Regions from separate parts of the Mus musculus genome. Here region 1 is linked to region 2. A link is a contact called in public HiChIP or PLAC-seq data. All regions are on one chromosome and are shown on one strand. Each heading gives the region's core, a stretch centred on a gene start, on an enhancer-like site or on the middle of the called end of the contact. The rest is flanking DNA. Distances are from core to core; before and after follow the strand shown.

What was found. HiChIP or PLAC-seq counts read pairs in DNA pulled down with a chosen protein or histone mark.
Region 1: an HNF4G HiChIP or PLAC-seq map of pancreatic cancer cells shows a contact between it and region 2. The contact joins the enhancer-like site here to the promoter of Pttg1 in region 2. A contact is called at or near these places in 2 of 39 promoter capture datasets (both in the C10 cell line), 2 of 15 datasets of contacts at CTCF or cohesin (large pre-B cells and pro-B cells), 1 of 484 Hi-C or Micro-C datasets (centrocytes), 2 of 115 datasets of contacts at active chromatin or transcription factors (large pre-B cells and pancreatic cancer cells) and 1 of 9 other capture datasets (adipose tissue).

What each region holds. Positions count from the first base shown.
Region 1 is chr11:43,179,712-43,185,653 of GRCm38.p6, reverse strand. All of the region lies in intron 4 of Atp10b (ATPase, class V, type 10B), which reads right to left. Among named protein-coding and RNA genes, the nearest start is that of Atp10b, 33 kb to the right of the region's middle. Within about 2 kb of position 1,928, at least 50 of the 459 cell types and tissues checked have an H3K27ac peak or open chromatin away from gene starts, as enhancers often do. A contact at or near this core is called in pancreatic cancer cells, where this site is marked.
Region 2 is chr11:43,422,610-43,428,147 of GRCm38.p6, reverse strand. Pttg1 (pituitary tumor-transforming gene 1) reads left to right here and starts at 1,897. Exons shown (of 6, transcript NM_001131054.2): 1 at 1,897-1,947; 2 at 2,467-2,565; 3 at 3,251-3,429; 4 at 5,162-5,255. The coding sequence starts at 2,478.

The sequences.
Region 1 (5,942 bases), core at 679-3,178, 240 kb after region 2:
ATGCTAATAAGATCCCAATGTAAATTTAGGACGTGTGGGCAAGTGTATAGTTGAGAATAAACGGAACATCATCTCATAGTTGGCATGTAACAGATTTGCCTATGGGAAAATCTGTGGGGCATTTCTTGATTGATTTGGAAGGGCCCACAGTGGGTAGTGGCATCCCTGGGCTGGTGGTCCTAGGATATATAAGAAAGTAAAGCTAGCAAACCAGGAGGAGTAAGCTAGTGAACAGTACCCCTCCATAATCTCTCCTTCTATTCCTGCCTTGAGTTCTTGTCCTGACTTCCCTTTATCATGAATAAGCTGTAAAATGAAATAAACTCTTTTTGAACCCCAACGGCTTTTGGTCATGTCTTGACTATGGCAAGAATGCAAACTAGAACAGCTGACTCATAAAAACTGTCTTCAAAGTTGAGGTCTCATGCATTCATTCTTTTCTCTTTCATGATTTTGAGTATTTATTGGATATCAGGACATGGATCTTGGGGAAAGGGAAAGAGATTCAGAGAGGAGGAAGTGGGTATTGACACAACAATTACTATAGCGATAAACAACACCCAGTTCCCAGTCTTGCTCAGGTGTGTCCATTTGGTACCTTTGAAAGCAAAACAAAGTGGTCCAAAAGTCAGGGTGTCATAACTTCCCAGGCTGTGTTGTCTTACTTTTTGCTGACCTTTATCTCAGATACAGCAAGCTGGCCACTGTCAAGGCCACCAGGAAATGCAATCTAAAGCAATCTGGCTGGAGCATATTGTAACAGTGAGAACAGGTTAGGACAGGAAACCCCTTACGTGTTCTTCCAGTTTTACTTTTTTAAGTTTACTTACCATCATGTTATTTTCACAATGGATTATCAAGTCATTCAATTAAACTGGTTAACAAGTCCCTGCTTCACTTTTTGATATTTTAGTAGACCACTGCTCCATGTTTCCTTATCTCCTCTTCCATATTCTTTGCAAAACAAGCTCCTGTAGCCCCTTCATCCCTTGCTCACATCTTGACGTAAGTCAAGGCATCCTGCCTCTTATGCTGTCCCACTGTGGGACTGTGAGCTGAGTGCAATGACTCCAGGAAGGAAAATCACACAAGACCGTTAACTTATTATTCCTTTCAGTCCTTCACTGTCATCTTGGATTCCTAGTTGTGGTTTCTAAGTCCAAATCCTCAAGCTTTCTTTTCAACCACCGAGCCTTATTATATGTTCTTCCTTCCCTTCCTTTTCCTACCGCATTCTTATTACAATTCTCTTTTGTTCCAATTATCTAGAACCATCTCACAGAATTCTGTTACTTGTGAAGAAAAGAACACAATTCCCTGTAGTGGTCACTCCACTCCATGGCCACACAGCACACTTTCTTTCGTAACATAGATGTAGTGTTACTTTACAAATTTTGTGAGAATTTTATTTTTAATTATTTGTGCTCCAATCATTTATATTTTAAATGTTTACATTTGTTCTATGACCATTTTGTACACGTTTAATAATCCTGCTTATTGTTTCCTCTGCCCCTCATTTTACCTCACTCTCACCAGTGTGGCCCGCCTGACCTTCCTATACTCACACCCTTTTGTTTAGAGACTCCTGTTTTTAATCAAGACTGGTAGATGATTAATTCCCACAAAAGGTCACCAATTCCACAGTAGTTTTGCTAAATCTGTATTTTTCTTTGTTAATGAACACTGAAAGCATTACTACTTGTTTTGGAGTCACACAAGGTATAAAGCAGTGGTTCTCAAACTGTGGGTTGTGACCCCTTTGGGGGTTAACTGATGGGGGGGGGTCATTTATATCAGAATTCTTCCATATCAGATAGTTACATTATGATTCATAACAGTAGCAAAGTTACAGTTATGAAGTAGCAACAGAAATGTTTTTATGGTTGGAGGTTACCAAAACACGAGGAACTGTGTTAAAGGGTTGTAGCATTAGGAAGGTTGAGAAACACAGCTATAAAGTAACAGTGACTCACAGTCATATGGTCTTAGAGTACAGGATTCATGTTTCAAATCATTTTGAAACCCCTGTCAATCTAGAAATTCTGTGCTCATTGAAGGAAAGGAAACAGCCGGCCTTTCCTCTAACACAGAACACATGTATTCATCCAGATTTTACTAGGAGCCGAGGATGTCTGTTAAAGAGAAGAGTGGAGTCAGTTATCACTACGCTTGCTTACTGCTGAGTCCATTTTCTCATGGTGCTCAGGAGAGGGGGCCACCATGAAGATTCCTGGACCTGGATTAGCCCAACAAAGCAAGGGTAGGGATACCTCTCCTAATCTGATCAATGGGCCATGCCATAAAGGAGTTAAAAGGCTGGCAGAACACCATGCCAACTAAAAAAGCAGTGAGGAGGAATACTGTAGAATTGGGGAATTCCTCTTCACTCACTCTTTTAAAGAAAAAAAAAGTGTTTCACTAGGGTATCTAAATCGTGATAGCAAATGTTCACCATACATCATCTGCTGGGATAAATCATTGTTTCCTTCCTGGAATGCAAATGAAGGAAGCCCTAATTTCTGCAAACCCTATCTGAAACTACTAACAATTACTGGCACTTGGCAAACTTTCTAGTTCCTGGTTGGTGATTGTCCTTTTCAAGATAACCACTGGGTGTGATGAGTAATCCCTTCCATCTGTCTCTGGAGGAGGGGCTAGTCTACATTCCCAGTCATCTGGACAGTCTTCCTGCCACAGCTACTGGCATACAAGAACATGGCTTGGGCTGGAAGGCCATCTGAACGGGACCTTAATGCTTCCTTGTAGGTTGAGTTTCCTTTTTCCAAGTAGATGGATATTATGGTTTTTTTGTTTTGTTTTGTTTTTTGTTTTAATTCAAGACTAATAAATCTTAAGGTCTTGCTGTGACATATTCCTTATAATGTCTGGGTTTGACATTCCAACAAAATATCAGAAAAAGAATGATTTTGTCCCCGGATCATTTCCAAAAGAAATATTAGTAGAGTTGTTTACCAAGGACTGTGTCATGCAGTCATTAATTTCTGATTAGAACTCATTGGCTTAGTCTATTCCCTGGCCTGTGTTTATTTTGTCTTCGACCCCAGGAATATGTCATTGCATTACTTCACAGAGAAGGCCTGTCATCTACACTCAGTGAAAAAATAAATAAGTGACATGAGGCATAAACTCTGGACAACTGCCATAGGAGGGGCAGTGATGTCTTAAGGGAGTATTCACTGTAAAGACAAACCTTCTCTGTATAAAACTGTCTTGTTAGAGATAACAAAAACACGGGAAAACAATGGGAAAACCCAATGTTTTTGGCAAAAGAGGCCGTAAAAAGCAGAGTATAAATTTCAACTCGAGAAGCTATATTGAGCTGTTCACAGAAGATACAATCATAACGTGTCACCTCTGCCAATAAATAATGGCAATGAAAATCCAAGCCAGGCATTAACAACTAGACATTCTATAGCATTGGATGAGAAAGTGAATTGATTAACTGGAAGATGGGGTGAAGAAGAATGAGAAGTAGCAACATCTACAGAAGCCCAGAGAAGAGTAAGAACCTGCTATTCGATCCACAATATTGGGAAGGCAGAGGAACTAAGACAGGAAGCAGGTTTCGGGGAAGAAAGACTAGCATGGGGGAAGGGATATAGGAGAGAGTTAGAGGACATCCAGACCCTGCCCTATATAGTATACAACCATGGTCATATGTAATGTAGGATTTTACAGTCTGAGTCTGTAATGGATATCCATTGCTTTGTTGCTCAAAACCCTTTTTCTCCACAGATCAGTCCTCCTTATGACTTTCAGACGGAGGATGCAGTTCAGAGAACCCTGACACTCTGGCCATAGTTAATTGGTCCAGGAATGGGTATATGATACCTAACCTGGGACAATCAGTCTCTTTCCCTGGGATGCTTTCCTGACATACGTATCAAAAAGACTGATTACTCCTCTCTAGGAATTAAATGGGAGCTGGGCCCAAAGTGGAGCTTATCCTGATGGATTCTCACTTCCTGGCACCACAAGGCCTAAGGCGCACTCACCTTGTATTTTTCCAACAATTTTCATTTTGGGCAAGGTATTTTTAGTCAGCATTTTGCCATATGCAACCAAGGTATTGTGTGTGTGTGTGTTTGTATGCATATGTGTGTTTTGTCTTGTACAGGGCAGAAGTTGGGACAGCTGTCTTTCATTTCTCTTCACAAAATGATTTGAGTCACTGTCCTTTACTAAAGCTAGAGCTTATTGATTAGATTAGATTGGGTGATCAAGCATGCTGAGGGAGGAATGCTCCTGTCTCTACCTTGATGATGCTAGGATTATAGGCTCACATCCCCTTCGTAGTTTTAACACAGGTGCTGGAGATCCAACGTACATCCCCAGGGATGGTTGTGTAACATTTACTTGCCTGAGCCATCCTGCAACTAAGATTTTTGATTAATCCACATGTTAGATAGGTATGGTTATCATTTGAGACAAGAAATATTTTTCATATTGAGTTTAAATACACACAATTTTTCTTACTGGTTAAGGTTGTGTAGGCCAACATTTAAATCTAAATATATTATCCTAAGCTATGGAGATGGTAGAATGGAGAAAGTCTGAAATCTTTATGCTATCATCCATTAAGACCTTAGTGTGATTCCATCTTTCACATAACCTGGAAGAGTGGATCCTGAATGGATATAAATGGTAAAGCATTTTTAAATAGTTGTGTGCAAATAATGTTAACACTGGGAAGAGTGCATCCAATGTTAATACTGTGCATGTGTGTCTGTATGGACATATACAATTGTGTCTGTGTGTATGGATCTATACGGTCACATGAATAGCTATCTGTCTACATGCATTTGTGTGTGTATTATGCATACATGCCTGTTGTGTCTCTGTGTTTGACTATCTCTTTTTCTGTGTATATATGTACATGTATATCTTGATACATATGTTTGTGTCATATATGCATATCTATCTATTATTTATTTATTTTAGTGTGCATGTGTGTATTTGTGTGCCTCTACCTCAGGAAAAAAAATCTATAGGAAACTATAGGAGATAACCTGTTAGAAAAGAGTCCAGAAATTCATATAAGTCAAAGGTAAAATTAATTGATTCTCACTGGGTTGTTCTGTCACTAAATTATCATTATTGCTGCAAGTAATTAAAACGTATATAGCTTGGGTATTTTCATGTACAGAAAAGTTATAATCAATTAAGAAATACAAAGTATAAATAAAAGGACATAGAATTAGTTTAGCATTGGGGAAAGCAGTCTTGTGTATAAAAATTGAGTTTTAATTCAGACTAAACACGATATTAACTAGTTAAGCTTTACTAAAATCCAGCATCTCTCAAATTGGTTTTTTTTTTCTTTTCTAGAATGTTCCCAACAGTTTGTTTTTCTAGAAGAGAATGTTTCTGTGACATCTAGTTGAAGGAGATTGATCAATGCACTGGGTAAGGACTATGTCTGAAGTAGCAGGAAGATCTACATGTAGTGTGTGGGTGAGATTCAGTTAAAATTTTGAGTTCTGAATTTAAGTTTTTTTCTACTTGAATGCACAGGAATAATGATCACAGAAAGCAGTGAGCACCTTCAGCATGCACTGATAGTCCTCACTGAATGCCAGTTCATATGGAGAGGAACCAAATCTACCAGAGACTAGTGAAGTTGAGTCAGGAGACACCCATGACACTTCTTTTGAAGTACTTATCACTGGTTAAAGAGGACAATCAGTAAAGACAGCAACTGCACAGATTTGACATATATCATTTCTGTTTAAATCTTTGAGTTTTCATTAACACTAAAGCAGAAAAACTTAAAGTCATTAGACATATTTGGAAGATGCTGGAGAAAAGTTCTTTTGAAAACCGGTAAGTCAATGAAAATGATCATATCTTCTGCATTTCCTGGACAGAAGACATCTCAGCAAAGCCAAATGCTCCATGAAAGAAATTAAATTAGGATATAG
Region 2 (5,538 bases), core at 648-3,147:
TAGCAGCTTGACAGCACACCTGAAAGCTCTAGAACAAGAAGAAGAAGAAGAAGCAAATACACCCAAGAGGAGTAGAGGCAGGAACTAATCAAACTCAAGGCTAAAATCAACCAAATAGAAACAAAAAGAACTATAATCAACAAAAATCAGAAGCCGGGCGTGGTGGTGCACACCTTTAATCTCAGCACTCGGGAGGTAGAGGCAGAGGCAGGTGGATTTCTGAGTTCGAGGCCAGCCTGGTCAACAAAGTGAGTTCCAGGACAGCCAGAGCTACACAGAGAAACCCTGTCTCGAAAAACCAAAAACCAAACCAAACCAAACCAATAAAACAAAAACAAAACAACAAAAAACAAAAAAGTCAGGAGCTAGTTCTTTGAGAAAAATCAACAAGATAGATAAACTCTTAGCCAGACTAACCCGAGGGCACAGAGACGGTATCCAAATTAATAAAACCAGAAATGAAAAGAGACATAACAATGAAATATATCTTAAAATAATTATTCCGTTTATTGAATATTAACAGCTAAAAATATTAAACTCATGTTCTACAAACAAACAAAAAGAAGGAGAAGAAGAAGAAGAAAGCAAGCAAGCTTTCTTGATCTACCACTCACCAGTCACACATCAGCATCTCCTGTGGCTCCATAGAGCTGAGGACTTTACAAGCTGTCACAACCTTTGTAGAAAGGGTCTGTCCAGCAGGAGGGGGTGGGGTGGGGTGGGTGAAATTCCTAGTACAAGTATCCCAGTATCAATCATGGAACTTTAGAATGTTTTCAGGAACACACAAAGGAGACTAAGGAACTTTTATGTTAATTAAATATAATCACACACATAGCAGAAAGTGTGCAGGGGGAGGCTCCAATGTTATTATTAACAATGCTTATTTCAATGGGAAGTCCTGGGCTCTTGAATAATCTCCATTCTTTGTCTTCAAACCTGCCAAATTTCCACAAGTTCTAAAAATAAGCAGAGATTAACTACTACTTAAGAGGCAAAGGCAGGCAGATGTCTTAAGTTCCAGGCCATCCTGGTCTACATAGTGATTCCCAGGACAGCCAGGGTCTTCTTCAAGATCAGTAAGTGCTTGTAACTGCCCAGGAATCTCTCCAGTCTTGGATAGGTTTTGGTGGGGGCCGATCCAAGACCCAAACCATCTTCTCAGTAGATTAGTGCCTCTGACTTTGACTTGAAGATTTAAGGTCTGGATTAAACCTCTTGGCTTCTTCAGTTAAGTTTTTATGTACATGTTGGTCTCTTCTACTACTTATTCCTTTTTAGTCTTCTCCAAACTCCAGTATCTACTGCGCAGGCCTGTTCCCCTAGAGATTACACTCTGGCTACTCTGATCTGAGCTCTGAGGCAGGAGAATCTTGAGTCAGAAGCAGGCCTGGGCTAGTGAGTTTCCGAAAAGCCTGAACTGGGTAGTAAGAGACTTTTTCAAAGAAGCCAAAACCATAAAAGTGAGCCTGGAGCAGTGGCACAGCCACTAATCTAGTCCTTGGAAGACCGGAAGCAGTCTCAGGAGTTAAAAGTGATTGTCATTCACCATCCATTGCACAGTTCAAGGACAGTCTGAGTCCTGTGAAAACCTGTTTCCAAAAAAAAAAAAAAAAAAAAAAAAAAAGCCCTTCAAATTTAAAGGGACAAGACGTTTATTGGGTGAGTACCTTCTCGCAGGTCCATGTCGTGGCAAACAAAAAGCCTCTCACAGGAGTTTTGGACAATGTACGATTCTAGTTTGTTTGTTTGTTTTTTTTTTTTTTTGGTTTTGTTTAGTTTTGTTTTCCTTAATACTTTGGAGACAGACGCGAGAGCTGGGCGGTGGCTGAAAACTTCCGTTGCTCCCATTGGTTCTCAGGCTGTAGGCCCCACCTCCTCTCGGAGGGACCAATTGAGTTACAGTTTAAACTGCGGTGTGCCGGGTCGTTGGTGGCGCAGTCTTCGGTGAGTTTAGCTGTGAGCTCGTCGTGGGTGAGGGCGTCTTGGGCGAGCTTGGGGTGGCGGGGAGGGCAGACCCGGGACTGGAGGTTGAAGCAGGGTCGGGACGTGTGCTTCACTCGGCCCCGCGTCCCGAGGCGCTCTTGTCGTGCTCGACCCACAGCAACGCTGTTTTTACTTTTCTTCTTCCCTCCCCACTTCAGGATCTCAAGCAGCCCTGGCTGGTCTTGAACTTGTTATGTAGCAGGAGGCCAAATTTGAGCATCCTCTTGGCTTCTCTTTATAGCAGAGATTGTAGGCTGGAGACAGTTTTGATGGGTGCCAACATAAACTGATTTCTGTAAGAGTTGAGTGTTTTATGACCCTGGCGTGCAGATTTAGGATCTGGATTAAGCCTGTTGACTTCTCCAGCTACTTATAAATTTTTGTGCATAGGTGCCCTGGGTAAAGCTTGGTCTCTGTTACTGCGTAGTTTTTCCAGCCGTCCTCAATGCCAATATCCTAATATTCAGGTCTCTCCCTTAGAGTAATCCAGAATGGCTACTCTTATCTTTGTTGATAAGGATAATGAAGAACCCGGCCGCCGTTTGGCATCTAAGGATGGGTTGAAGCTGGGCACTGGTGGTAAGTATTTCCTGCCTTGAGATACACAGGTGTTGTGAATGGTCCCAGCCTACAGTTCCCAATGTAACCTAGGGGGGCCTTGAACTTCTGATCCTTTGACTCCACCTGCCCAGTGCAGTGATTACAGGCATGGGCCACCTTGCCTGGCTTATGCACTGCCGGGAATGGAACTTGGAGCTTTTCAAATGCTACTAAGTCACGTGTCCAGGCGCTCTGCTTAAATCGGTTTTTTGAGACATAGCTTTAACTGGCCTGGGATTTGCTATGCAGATCAGGCTGGCCTTGAACTCAGGAGATCCACTTACCCCTGACTCCTAAATTCTGGGATTAAAGGCGTGCGCCATGGTGCCTATGTTCATACTTATTGTCTTAATGAGGTTATTTAGAGTGCTAAGTAACTGCCCCAAATGAGGCACAGGTTTGTGTGTAAGAATTGAGTTAAGTTGTATGGCCTAATCTTTAAGAGCAATACATTTATTACCTTTATTTGTGTATGTGTGGGGTCACACGCATGCCGTGGTGTGCCTGTGGAGGTCAGAGGACAACCTGTGGAAATTGGTTTTCCTTATACTGTGTGGGTTCTGGGGACTGAATTCAGGTTGTCTGGTTTAGCCGAAAGCTCCTTTATTTACCCACTGAGTCTGTGATTTTTTTTTTTTTTTAATGATTATCCCTTTTTCAACAGTCAAGGCCTTAGATGGGAAATTGCAGGTTTCAACGCCTCGAGTCGGCAAAGTGTTCAATGCTCCAGCCGTGCCTAAAGCCAGCAGAAAGGCTTTGGGGACAGTCAACAGAGTTGCCGAAAAGCCTATGAAGACTGGCAAACCCCTCCAACCAAAACAGCCGACCTTGACTGGGAAAAAGGTGAGTGCGGGCTATGAACATGAATATTTGTACATGTGTTGGCACTTAAGAAAAGTTTATTATTTTTATTCATGTATACGTAGCTGTAGATGAATACTGCATGTGTGCAGTTACATAAGGAGGCCAGAAGAGGGCGCTGGGTGCTTGGAATTGAGTCTGACTCCTTTGGAAGAGCAGCAAGTGCTTTTACCCTCTGAGCCATCCTAAGCCCCACTGCAGCACTTCTGATGCTTAGAAACTTACTTCCCATCTGCCTCTCTTCCTCTCAGTAGGAGGTAAAGAGAGGTCCACAAACTCACAGAGAGGAGTCAGGCTGGTACTTCCAGTTGCTCAGCATCTTGAGATCGCAGCTTTTAGGAGTAGCTAACCCTGATTTTGCCTCAGCTGTTCTTAACTAGTACCAGGAAGCAGTTGGTTAGAGGCCATGTGACAGATGTGTGAAGTACTTAGCTGGGCTTGATAAGCACCTGCAATCCCAGCACTTGGGAGGCTGAAGCTGGAGGAGGGGTTGGCTGGAGGCTAGCCTGAACTACATGCCCCCACTCTGGCATACATACACATAGATCGGATGGGATCAAGAGCGCCCAGGCTTCTGTTTTGACTTGCTATTATTGATTGTCTACCTGATAATTCTTTGGATGTTTTAGGTTCTGCTGCTACTTAAGTCCATATGTTTAAGGAACACAAACTTGTTAATATTAGCCAAGTAAATAATTAAGGTAACAGTGGCAGAAAAATTACACTTTTATGAGGTCAAATTGACTTCCAGGATTAGCCACTATTCTGGGGTGCCTCAAGTCTGTTTTGTCCACTGTTAGGTTTGAACAGTTGAGTTGATTAGCTTTAAATTAACCCTGCTCAGGATTCTTAATAATATATGTGGACAGGTACTAAGAGGTCTGACTTAAAGAATACTTTTATTTTATGTATTTGGATGTTTGCCTGTATGGTATATGTATTGGTTAGGGTTTTCCTGCTATGAACAAACACCATGACCAAGGCAACTCTTATAAGGACAATATGAATTGGGGCTGGCTTACAGGTTCAGAGGTTCAGCCCATTATCAATGTGGGAAGCTTGGTAATATACAGGCAGGCATGGTGCAGGAGGCACTGAGAGTTCTACATCTTCATCTGAAGGCAGCAAGGACCAGGGTATTAAAGCCCATGTCCTTAGTGATACACATATTCCAATGAGGCCACACCTCCTAATATCATCACTCCCTGGGTCAAGCATATACAAACCATCACAGTATGTAAGTGTGCCACGTGCCTGAGGAAGACCTGAGACATCGCTTCATCTGGACTGGAGTTACAGATAGTTGTGAGCCACCCTGTGGGTGCTGGGAACTGAACCTGAGTCTTCTGTAAGAGCAGCAAGTGCTCGGAACCACAGAGCAGTTGGTTAGAGGTCATGTGACAGATGTGTGTCTTCCCGTCTCCTTTGTGTGTGTGTGTGTGTGTGTGTGTGTGTGTGTGTGTGTGTAGGGCAGGACAGGGCCGGTGCGTGTGATGGTATGCATATCCGAGTCAGGACAACTTCCAGGAGTCCATTTTCTCCTCACCTTTACACTGAGTCCTGAAAACTAAGGACTGACTTCTTAGAAGACAGCACACAATGAACACATTCAAAGTAGTGATGCCATCATTGGAAGAGGCTGTCCAACCGCAAGCTACCTTGCAGGTTGGCGAAACTGCATTCTCTCAGTGCTTGTTCTCTTGGGTTTTTCTAGATCACCGAGAAGTCTACTAAGACACAAAGTTCTGTTCCTGCTCCTGATGATGCCTACCCAGAAATAGAAAAGTTCTTCCCTTTCAATCCTCTAGGTAAAAATGTCTTTGGCACGATGGGCAGGCCCTCAGTTTGAGATTTCTCTTAGACTCTAACTCCGTGCGACTCTAACGTGTAGCCCTAGAGTCTGAGACTGTCTGAACCTGACTTACTTTGAATACATAGACTTGTTCAGGGGGACTCACTTGCCAGAGCATCACCTTCTGTCACGGGGGAGAAAGGGAGCAGAGATGTTGAGGAAAAAGTTAGAAGTTCAAGGTCATCATTGTGTGAGTTCAAGGCCAACCTGATTTACAGAGCAAGTTCCAGGACAGACAG